Regions from separate parts of the Drosophila melanogaster genome. Here region 2 is linked to region 1. A link is a contact called in public Hi-C data. All regions are on one chromosome and are shown on one strand. The core of a region is the stretch at or near the end of the contact, and the rest is flanking DNA. Distances in the headings are between cores, read along the strand shown. Region 1 holds the start of CG11656. Region 2 holds the start of Su(var)3-7 (Suppressor of variegation 3-7).

What was found. Hi-C and Micro-C count contacts between places; a contact is called where the count stands out from the background.
Region 2: a contact with region 1 is called in a Hi-C map of the Kc167 cell line, with 4 times the contacts expected there. The contact joins the promoter of Su(var)3-7 here to the promoter of CG11656 in region 1. A contact is called at or near these places in 20 of 107 Hi-C or Micro-C datasets (the D17-c3 cell line, the Kc167 cell line, the OSC cell line and 9 more) and 2 of 6 datasets of contacts at active chromatin or transcription factors (both in the Kc167 cell line).

Annotation. Positions count from the first base shown.
Region 1 is chr3R:13,007,477-13,011,606 of dm6, reverse strand. CG11656 reads right to left here and starts at 1,712. Exons shown (of 2, transcript NM_141994.2): 1 at 1,523-1,712; 2 at 521-1,443. The coding sequence starts at 1,602. The coding sequence ends at 648. CG8031 reads left to right here and starts at 297. Exons shown (of 6, transcript NM_141995.4): 1 at 297-475; 2 at 1,837-1,918; 3 at 1,980-2,048; 4 at 2,113-2,225; 5 at 2,292-2,403; 6 at 2,461-3,223. The coding sequence starts at 427. The coding sequence ends at 2,923. It overlaps CG7518, which reads right to left. Exons shown (of 15, transcript NM_169489.4): 14 at 3,893-4,082; 15 at 3,203-3,825. The coding sequence ends at 3,452.
Region 2 is chr3R:13,262,380-13,266,509 of dm6, reverse strand. Su(var)3-7 (Suppressor of variegation 3-7) reads right to left here and starts at 2,146. Exons shown (of 5, transcript NM_079618.4): 1 at 1,210-2,146; 2 at 191-775; 3 at 1-122. The coding sequence starts at 1,994. It overlaps Ravus (ravus), which reads left to right and starts at 2,449. Exons shown (of 2, transcript NM_169498.3): 1 at 2,449-2,543; 2 at 2,604-3,777. The coding sequence starts at 2,512. The coding sequence ends at 3,651.

The DNA.
Region 1 (4,130 bases), core at 463-2,962:
GGCAAACTGCAAGAATTATGGTATAGTTTGAAATGTTGGTATTGCAGAATTCCGACTTTCGACTTCCGTGAGTTTCAGTTGTATATGTTATGCGATTTCATTTATGGAAATTAATAAAAAACAACACTTAAATAAAATTACGTTACCTTATGTATTGTATTTTATTTGTGTGATTTATTATTTAGAATAATAAAAAAGTATTAATGGTATATATGATTATACCAAAAAAAAAACGATATTTAAGTACTTAATGCAGCCCTGAAGAAGTGTGACCGCTGATCAGCGAATCCAGAGAACGTGTTTATTTCAAAAACAAGACGACGGTCACACTGCTGTACCAATAACAAAGAACTCGTTTTTTCTACAAGTAACGGCCAGTTAATAGCTCTTACTAACTAAACAGACCGATTAGGGATCTCGCACAAAATGTCGGCCAGAAGAGCAACCCATGCAGGCAGCTGGTACACGGACTCGGGTGAGTAACAACCCAGCTGCGGCCCAGAAGATAACACAATCAATTATTGCATCGCCTATGGGTGTGGGATAAACGCATATGTATTGCACCTGTGCGTGTTTGCCTGTGTGTGTGTTTGTGTGCGGGTAATGAACCTTAGGGTGAACCAAAAATGTAACTACAGGTCACCAATTCAGAAGTTCTTTTCCGGATCCGAGCCAACCGCATTGCGAATCTCGTCCATGCGATCGTATGCGATTTCGGTGGCCCAGCACAGACGCTTCTCCAGCTCGCTGTTGCGCCGCCGCTGCTGACGCAGTGCATCCAGTCCGCGTTCCAACTGAGTGCATGCCTGGAAGAAGGTGCTCAGCTCGGGTATGTCGCCGAATTCGCCGGGATGCCGACGGAATCCCTGCGTGGCGTCCGTGGATAGCTTGTCCAGGCGATTTTGCAGGAAACGCTGGTCGAACATCATCTGAAGCTCTGCAGTCGTCGCTTTGCCCAACTCGTTGTTGGATTCGTTTAGGTGCAGGTCCCGTATGCGGTCCTTCAAGCCCGTGAAGCTAACCGACTCCAATTTCTCGCCAATGCCCTGGAAGAGTTCGTAGCTCTGCTTGAGCTCCAGCTGCATCTTCCGGACATCTTCGTCGATGCTTTTGGCCGCTTGCGATTCAAGGAAGTCGGCACGGGCACTGGCCTCCACGGGCGGAGCGTCATATCCTGATCTTAGCGAATAGCTCGAGGATGTGGAGACCGGATCCGATGGCTTCTCCTGGGCTCCACCTCCAGTTAAACGATCTTCAGATGATCTGGTACCCGACGACGAACTCTTTGTACTGCCAGCGGACGAGGAGGAGGCCTTACTATTGTTCTTCTTGGAACTCCTCGATTTTGCTTTCCTTGTTTTCCTTATGGGCCCGAAAATGGGCAGCGGATTGGGACTCAGGAGCAGTTCCTGTGACGCCTCCTTGTCGGAATCATCAGCAGCCCTGTTGTAGGATTATAAATGGATTGATTTTTTTCTTCTTTTATATATATATATATATATTGGGTAACTTGATAACTTACTCTTGAGATAATATAGCTGTAAGCTCGTTCCGAATGCGATTCATGAGCTCATCGCTTTGTTTTTCCTTATCAGTTTCCATCGCGGAATGTTCAACTAAAATTTAAATCAATATTTAATAACTTTATATCGCTGCTGTGATAAGTCTCGATTTAGTGAAAGTCTTATAAACCAGGAAATATTTGTTTGTTTGCTGCTAGGCAACGACTGGCCAACTATTTTCGTTGATTTCGAAACTGAAACCAATTCCTGAGCAGGGAATTATGGTTTACGATATTATTTATTCGTTAATAAATGTATTTACTTTGCTTTTCAGGCGCCGAGCTCTCGAGACAGTTGGATCGTTGGCTGGGTGCCGCAGATTTGTCCCATGGACCGGCTCGTGCCATCATTGCTCCGTAAGATTTAACCGAATTCTTGCAATAAGCACCATTGAACTTACTGATTGATATTCCACAGACATGCTGGATATACGTACTGTGGAGCCTGCGCTGCCTTTGCCTATCGCCAAGTTAGCCCAGTTGTCGTGTAAGAAGTTCACATTCGAGATTTCCGCGAAGACAATCCGGTTTTATTGAACCTTTGCTTGCAGCAAGCGAATCTTCATACTGGGTCCCTCGCATCATGTGCGTCTGCGTGGCTGCGCCTTATCCGTGGCGAAGAAGTACAGGACACCCCTCTATGATCTCAAAATTGATGCTCAGAGTATGTCGATTGCAAATACAAGGTGCATTGCATGTTTTATTGATTTCATTTATTATTTATATTTAGTCAACTCTGAGCTTGAGAAGACTGGAAAGTTTTCTTGGATGGACATGAAGACTGACGAGGATGAACACTCCATCGAGATGCATTTACCCTACATTGCCAAAGTGATGGAGGAGTAAGTGGATTTGAATATATGCTCGAGGCGTTTTACTAAGTAATAGCACTGCTGCAGCTACAAGGATCAGTTCACCATTGTGCCTATTCTGGTGGGTTCGCTCAATCCCGAACAGGAGGCGCAGTACGGCAGCCTGCTGTCCTCGTATCTGATGGACCCCACCAATCTGTTTGTGATATCTTCCGACTTTTGCCACTGGGGCCATCGCTTCAGCTATACCTACTATGACAGCTCCTGCGGAGCGATTCACAAGTCCATCGAGAAGCTGGACAAGCAGGGCATGGACATCATTGAGTCGCTCAATCCGCACTCCTTCACCGAGTACTTGCGCAAGTACAACAATACGATATGCGGACGCCATCCCATCGGAGTAATGCTAGGCGCCGTGAAGGCACTGCAGGATCAGGGCTACGACAAGATGAGTTTCAAGTTCCTCAAGTACGCCCAGAGCAGCCAGTGTCAGGACATTGAGGACTCCAGCGTTAGCTACGCCTCCGGATCGCTCGTCTTCGAGATGTGAAAGCACTCAAGTATTTTAGCCACTCGACGGCAACTAATTCTTGCTATTTAAGCGTAACGTTTTTATATTTACTAGCATCAAATTGAAAATTTAACAATAAATCCAAAATCCCCAACCAGTTTCAATTTAGTCGGCATTGTTTTATCAATTATAACAAAATACAATTAACAATTAAAATCGCAAGGAGAAATAAAGCTCATTTTGATAATTTAGCTTTGATTATTAGCATAGATTTAGTTAATTTAAGGGGAATTGAATAAAAACACACAATCGCAGGATATGTGAACTTCCATTTGAGTTAATTTTTCTTTATTTTTCTCTTTTTTGTTGAAACATTGAAATTGACTCCTAAGTCATTTTGAATGATTTCTTGGATGCGTTTTCGGTTTTTTGAATTTTTATGTTTCGTTTTTTTTTTTTTCTTTCTGCTTTTCATCGATGAAATGTCTGCGTATGTGAGAGACTGTTATGAATGTGAGGAGTTCAACTCAATCTGCTGGCCAGGCAGCGCACCTCGTGTCATGTGGCTCACCACCAGGCGGCGGCCGCATTGGCAGCTCCTCCGGCGGTGGCGTCCGCCGAGGCCACATCGCTCGGCCCACCTCCAGTTCCCGTGCCATTCAGCCGCGAGCACTCCGCATCCGTGGCGATCTGCAGTGCGTTCATGTTCTGCACGAAGGTTTCCAGGGCGGCGGCATTCTCGTCCTGGCTGTACGGCGATGTTCGCTGGCTGAGCGGGCTGCGGCGCAGGAATTCGTTCAGATCGCTGGCCACGCTGGCCGCCTTCGATCCTCCGCCCGGCACCACCGAGGAGGGATCGAAGTCATAGCCAAATGGGTCCGGCGGAACCGCCGGCTGTGCCATTCGCGTCAGCAGATTGTTCTGCACGAAGAGGTGGGAATCTGCAAATATGTACAAATGGGTCAATTGGATTGAGGACTCTTAGCCATGTAACATGTATAAACTAACCACTGCCGTAGTCGGCGGCCACGTTGTCGCAGTAGTTGGCACCCGGAACGGGTGGCGGCTGCTGCTGCGGATCATAGGCGTTGGAGGAGCGTGCCCGGTTTCCAAACACGCTGGTGATCTCCACGTGATGCGGCGACGGCGACGCGTTGTTGCGCGTGAAGTTGGACTCCGAAATATTGTGTATGGAGACCTGCAAAAATACGAATGCACGAATGCAAGAAGAGCATGTGACATTTTA
Region 2 (4,130 bases), core at 897-3,396, 250 kb before region 1:
TTCCATACATGAATCGCTTGCGACAGACGCTGCAGTACCCAATGCTGGGGTCTTCGGGATCAGCAATCAACCAAGGATGCATGTCGGCGAACACGGCCCAAATGCCGCGAATATCTGAAGAGCTGAGGTAAAAAAGTGAAAGCAGTTAAAGAACAGGTGCTATTTACGTTCTGTAGGAGTGTCAACTCACCCCTTTTCAGCGGGTGTCGATAGCATGTGACAATGAGCTCTGGTTTTACAGTGCCGTAGGAAGCTGGTAATCGCCATTGTGCAGTTGCAGAGCGTACATCGGCATTGCTGTGGATTGGTGTCCGGAATCAGTGCACACCACTTGCCAGGGTCGTCGCCTGAGTCCACATCGCCGTTCATCATAACCACAGGGGTGTCCTGAGCATCCTCCGGCCCAACTTCTGGTTCAGATTCCTTCTCTCGCTCGGCCTCATCCCCGCCGCTATTGGTCACGCTGTTGCTCTTGCTCCTCTTTCGCTTCCGACTCCGCTTATCGGAATCTAGGTTGCGCAGTGCCTCCATGTGACCTTTGGTGGTTTCGTGGCGCTTGCGCAAATAGACAAACTCCACGTTCATTCGCACGCTGCAGATGCGACATGTCCCGATGGTCCCTGTGGGCATGGAACGTTCAAGCCAAGGATGCCAACGGAGCCAACGCAGCCAGTTGAAGTTGTTAAATGCCTCGGTCTCGGAGATTCGTTTTTGCTTCATGGCGGCCACATAGCTCTTGGTGCCGAATTCGTGCTTGATTTCGTTGTCGCTGATTCTACGGATAATTGGGAGTTAATAAGTGTTCGCAAACTTTCGGTGATCTCAATATGATTTCGGTATTTCGTTTTTTAAAGGTGCAAATCTTACTAACATTACGAGTAGAGCTACCCTCATTGAAAGCAGGGAGTGTAATATATGTAAAATCTATTCTGAACCGCGACCAAGCCTATCATACACCAGTTTCTTTGTGTCAAACAATTGCTACACGTTGGAAAATTAATGCGGACTCGGAGCAGTGCTCCCTTCATTAAGTTGGCAGTTTTTTTCACACTACAGTGGGCTTTCTGGATTTCGGTACAAACCCTTTACAAAGTGAAAGGCATTTGAAGAGTTGAGCTTTTACTTTATACGGCGGATTAATTAACTTGATTTCTCCGAATTTTAGATTTCTGTACTCTTTTTTGTAATCTTTAAAACTGTGACACTTACGCTCCTCGAGTTTCCTCCTCACTTTTCTTGAATGCCAGATAGTTGCACTCGCGTTCCTGGTGGGAGAGCGACACGTTGTGCTGTTGGATGTGTCTAGAGCGGTTGTTCACGTTAATGGATATGTTGCAGTAAAGGCAGAACGCTAAGGTGCCATCGGAGTCCTCGTGTAGGATCCAGGGCCAACGCTTCATCCAGAGGAGCCAGCGCTGTGCGCGGGGCATCTTGCGGCGCATGCCTCCGTCAACGCCACCGCCATTGCTGCTTTCGTCATCCTCGTCGTCGTCATCCTGGCTGTCTCCCGGATCATGGATTTCAATCCTCTCCAGCAGGCCCATGGGATCGTGGTACGAATGGGAGCTCTCCGCATCGCTGGAGGGTTCAGTTTTAGTGGACATGGCATCGGGTTCACGTTCCTGGTCTTCCAGGAGGGGATCCTCGCTGGCCTGTTTGTCGTCTGGGTTATTTAGAGCGGACTGTAGCTCGGCCACCAATGGAGCATGTTCGTCATCCATGATGTCCTCAATACACGGGTCATCCCGCATCGGGTGCTTGTCCTCCTCCACCACCATGGCCACATCCCCATCGTCATCATCCACCACGATGACCATGGAGGTCTCCACTTCCTCGATGTGATCCGGATCCACCAGAGCACCACCCTCTACGTCCATAATTTTCAGCTCGTGCGTTGCCGACGCTAAAGTTTCTGAATTTGCAGACGCCATTTTGAGGTCTGGGTTGCATTGAGCATCTAGGTTTTTCGCCTGCATGCTCGAATCCCGATCCATCACGAGATACTGGTTATCCAGGCACTTTGCTCTAATATTTGTTAGCTTTTGGGAGATCACAGTATACGGTTATAAACTAAAAAAATAAAAATAATCGCAAGCGAAAACTCAGAATCGCTGTCAAGGCGATGGCCAATGTGACCGTACTGTTGCATTAAACCGGCGGGCTAAGGACCATATACTAAGGAAGTTCAAAAAATACATAAAATGCAACTGAGGGACTGGACTGGTCACTTTATTGAGAACGGTCTTAAAACGTACTGTTCATAGTATAACTGCAATTATTTATTTAATAACTACATGAACATTATGCTTAGAAAGCATATAAAGAAATTACATGCATTAGCATATGATTCATATATCGTTGAATATTTAAAATAAAGTGTGTAGAAACAAACAACCGGTGTGGGTGACAACTCTTACAGCATGTGCAAAACGGGTTATGCGGTATTTCTATGCATGTGCGCACGGTCATACCTCACTGGATTTTGTTTATATTTTGGAAAAGACTACCCAAATGTCAAACCTCCAGTTAACTCAGGAAAAACTGTGAGTATACCAAAGTAAGAGACCAGGGTCTTATGTTCACTGACTATATTCGCCGCCCAGAGATGCCCTACGCTCCGAATACAGGCCACGCCGGCCGTGCGCCCTGCTGAAATATCCTCGACCCAAGACAAAGCCGGAGTACCAGGCGATATATCCGTGGTTGCTCCCGGATGAGACGGATCCGCACTTCGTGTTCTGCGCGGTGTGCGAGTGCAGGCTCAGCTGCAAGAGATCTGATCTGGGAAAGCACGAGGGTAGCATTAAGCACTCGGAAAATGCACAAAGAAAATCATTGCCAGCCAAGGCAAACAATTCGAGCTTCAATGGATCCAGCTCCGGTGCGATGAAGTGGGAGGATACCGAGGACGAGGAGGGTCTACTACAATACGGAACAGATCCCCAAGACGACGAGACAGAAGATGAGGAGGAGGGAGAACTTGACGAAACAGAGGGCGACTGCGAGGACGATGAGAAGCGGACTCAAGAACTGGAAGCACAAAATGATCTCGAAACGGAGCCCGTCATTAAGCAGCAGCGCCGCACTTCGGAGACCGACTCACAGAATTCTGGCATGCTGGATTATCTGCCACTACACGTGACCATCAACGAGGGGCCTCAAAGTCTTCCGACCACTGTCTCCGCCTATCCCACATCCTCAGCAACAGCAACAGTAGCTCCGCCATGCAGGATCACCATTAAAAAAGTTCCAGTGCACAGTACTCCACTCAGTGGGATGTGCCAAGCTCAGGAGATCAATTCCAAGGCCACCATAACGCCTATACACACGACGCCCTCCTATGCTGCCCGCCCGCTGCAATCTTATCAACTGCAACCATTGTCACCTATAACGCCACCGCGCGACTCATTGGAGCTGTTCTTCGACAGCATATGTGCCACCGTCAAGAACTTGCCGCCCAAACTGGCCACCGAGGGTAAGATCCGGGTAATGCAGCTCATTGGGGAGCTCGAGTTGCGTGCTCTTTGCGAACAGGAGGCGCTCTCTGAGGTCGCCGGACTTCCGGATCTCGCGGGAAACTCCAGGTCTGGAGCAGCTGAAGCCTCAGGCAGTGGTCAGCAGAATGCGACAGTGGCTTCTACCACCAAATAAATTCACCTGGACTTTGGAATCGGTTCCAAACCGTGCTCAATACGGCAATTAGAATATATGCTAGTGCTTTCATTTTTTAATTTTGTTAACTGATTTTCATTAATAAAGTTATTTATTAGTTGTTGTAGTGTGGCGTGCATTTATTCTTTAAATCTATCTGATGGTGTTTTTGTTCTATGAAATGGCTTCATTACATTTCATCCGTTTAGAAATTTAAGTGCCCAATAAATGGGCTCATTAAGGTATTAGGTTCGCTTTAATATTTCACTAACTGCATTTCAAAAAGTGTTTTCCTGACCTTGGTTTGCCAGCAAAGTATAAATTGTGAATTTTCTCAGAGAATGATATCACGGAAGAGCTGTAATCAATGGAAACCACTTCTTGTGTGTGGGTAACAATTGTGATTTACTTATTGTGAATGATACAAAGCGAATTCTCTGAAGGGTAAATATTACGCATGTACAATACCATGTGATAAA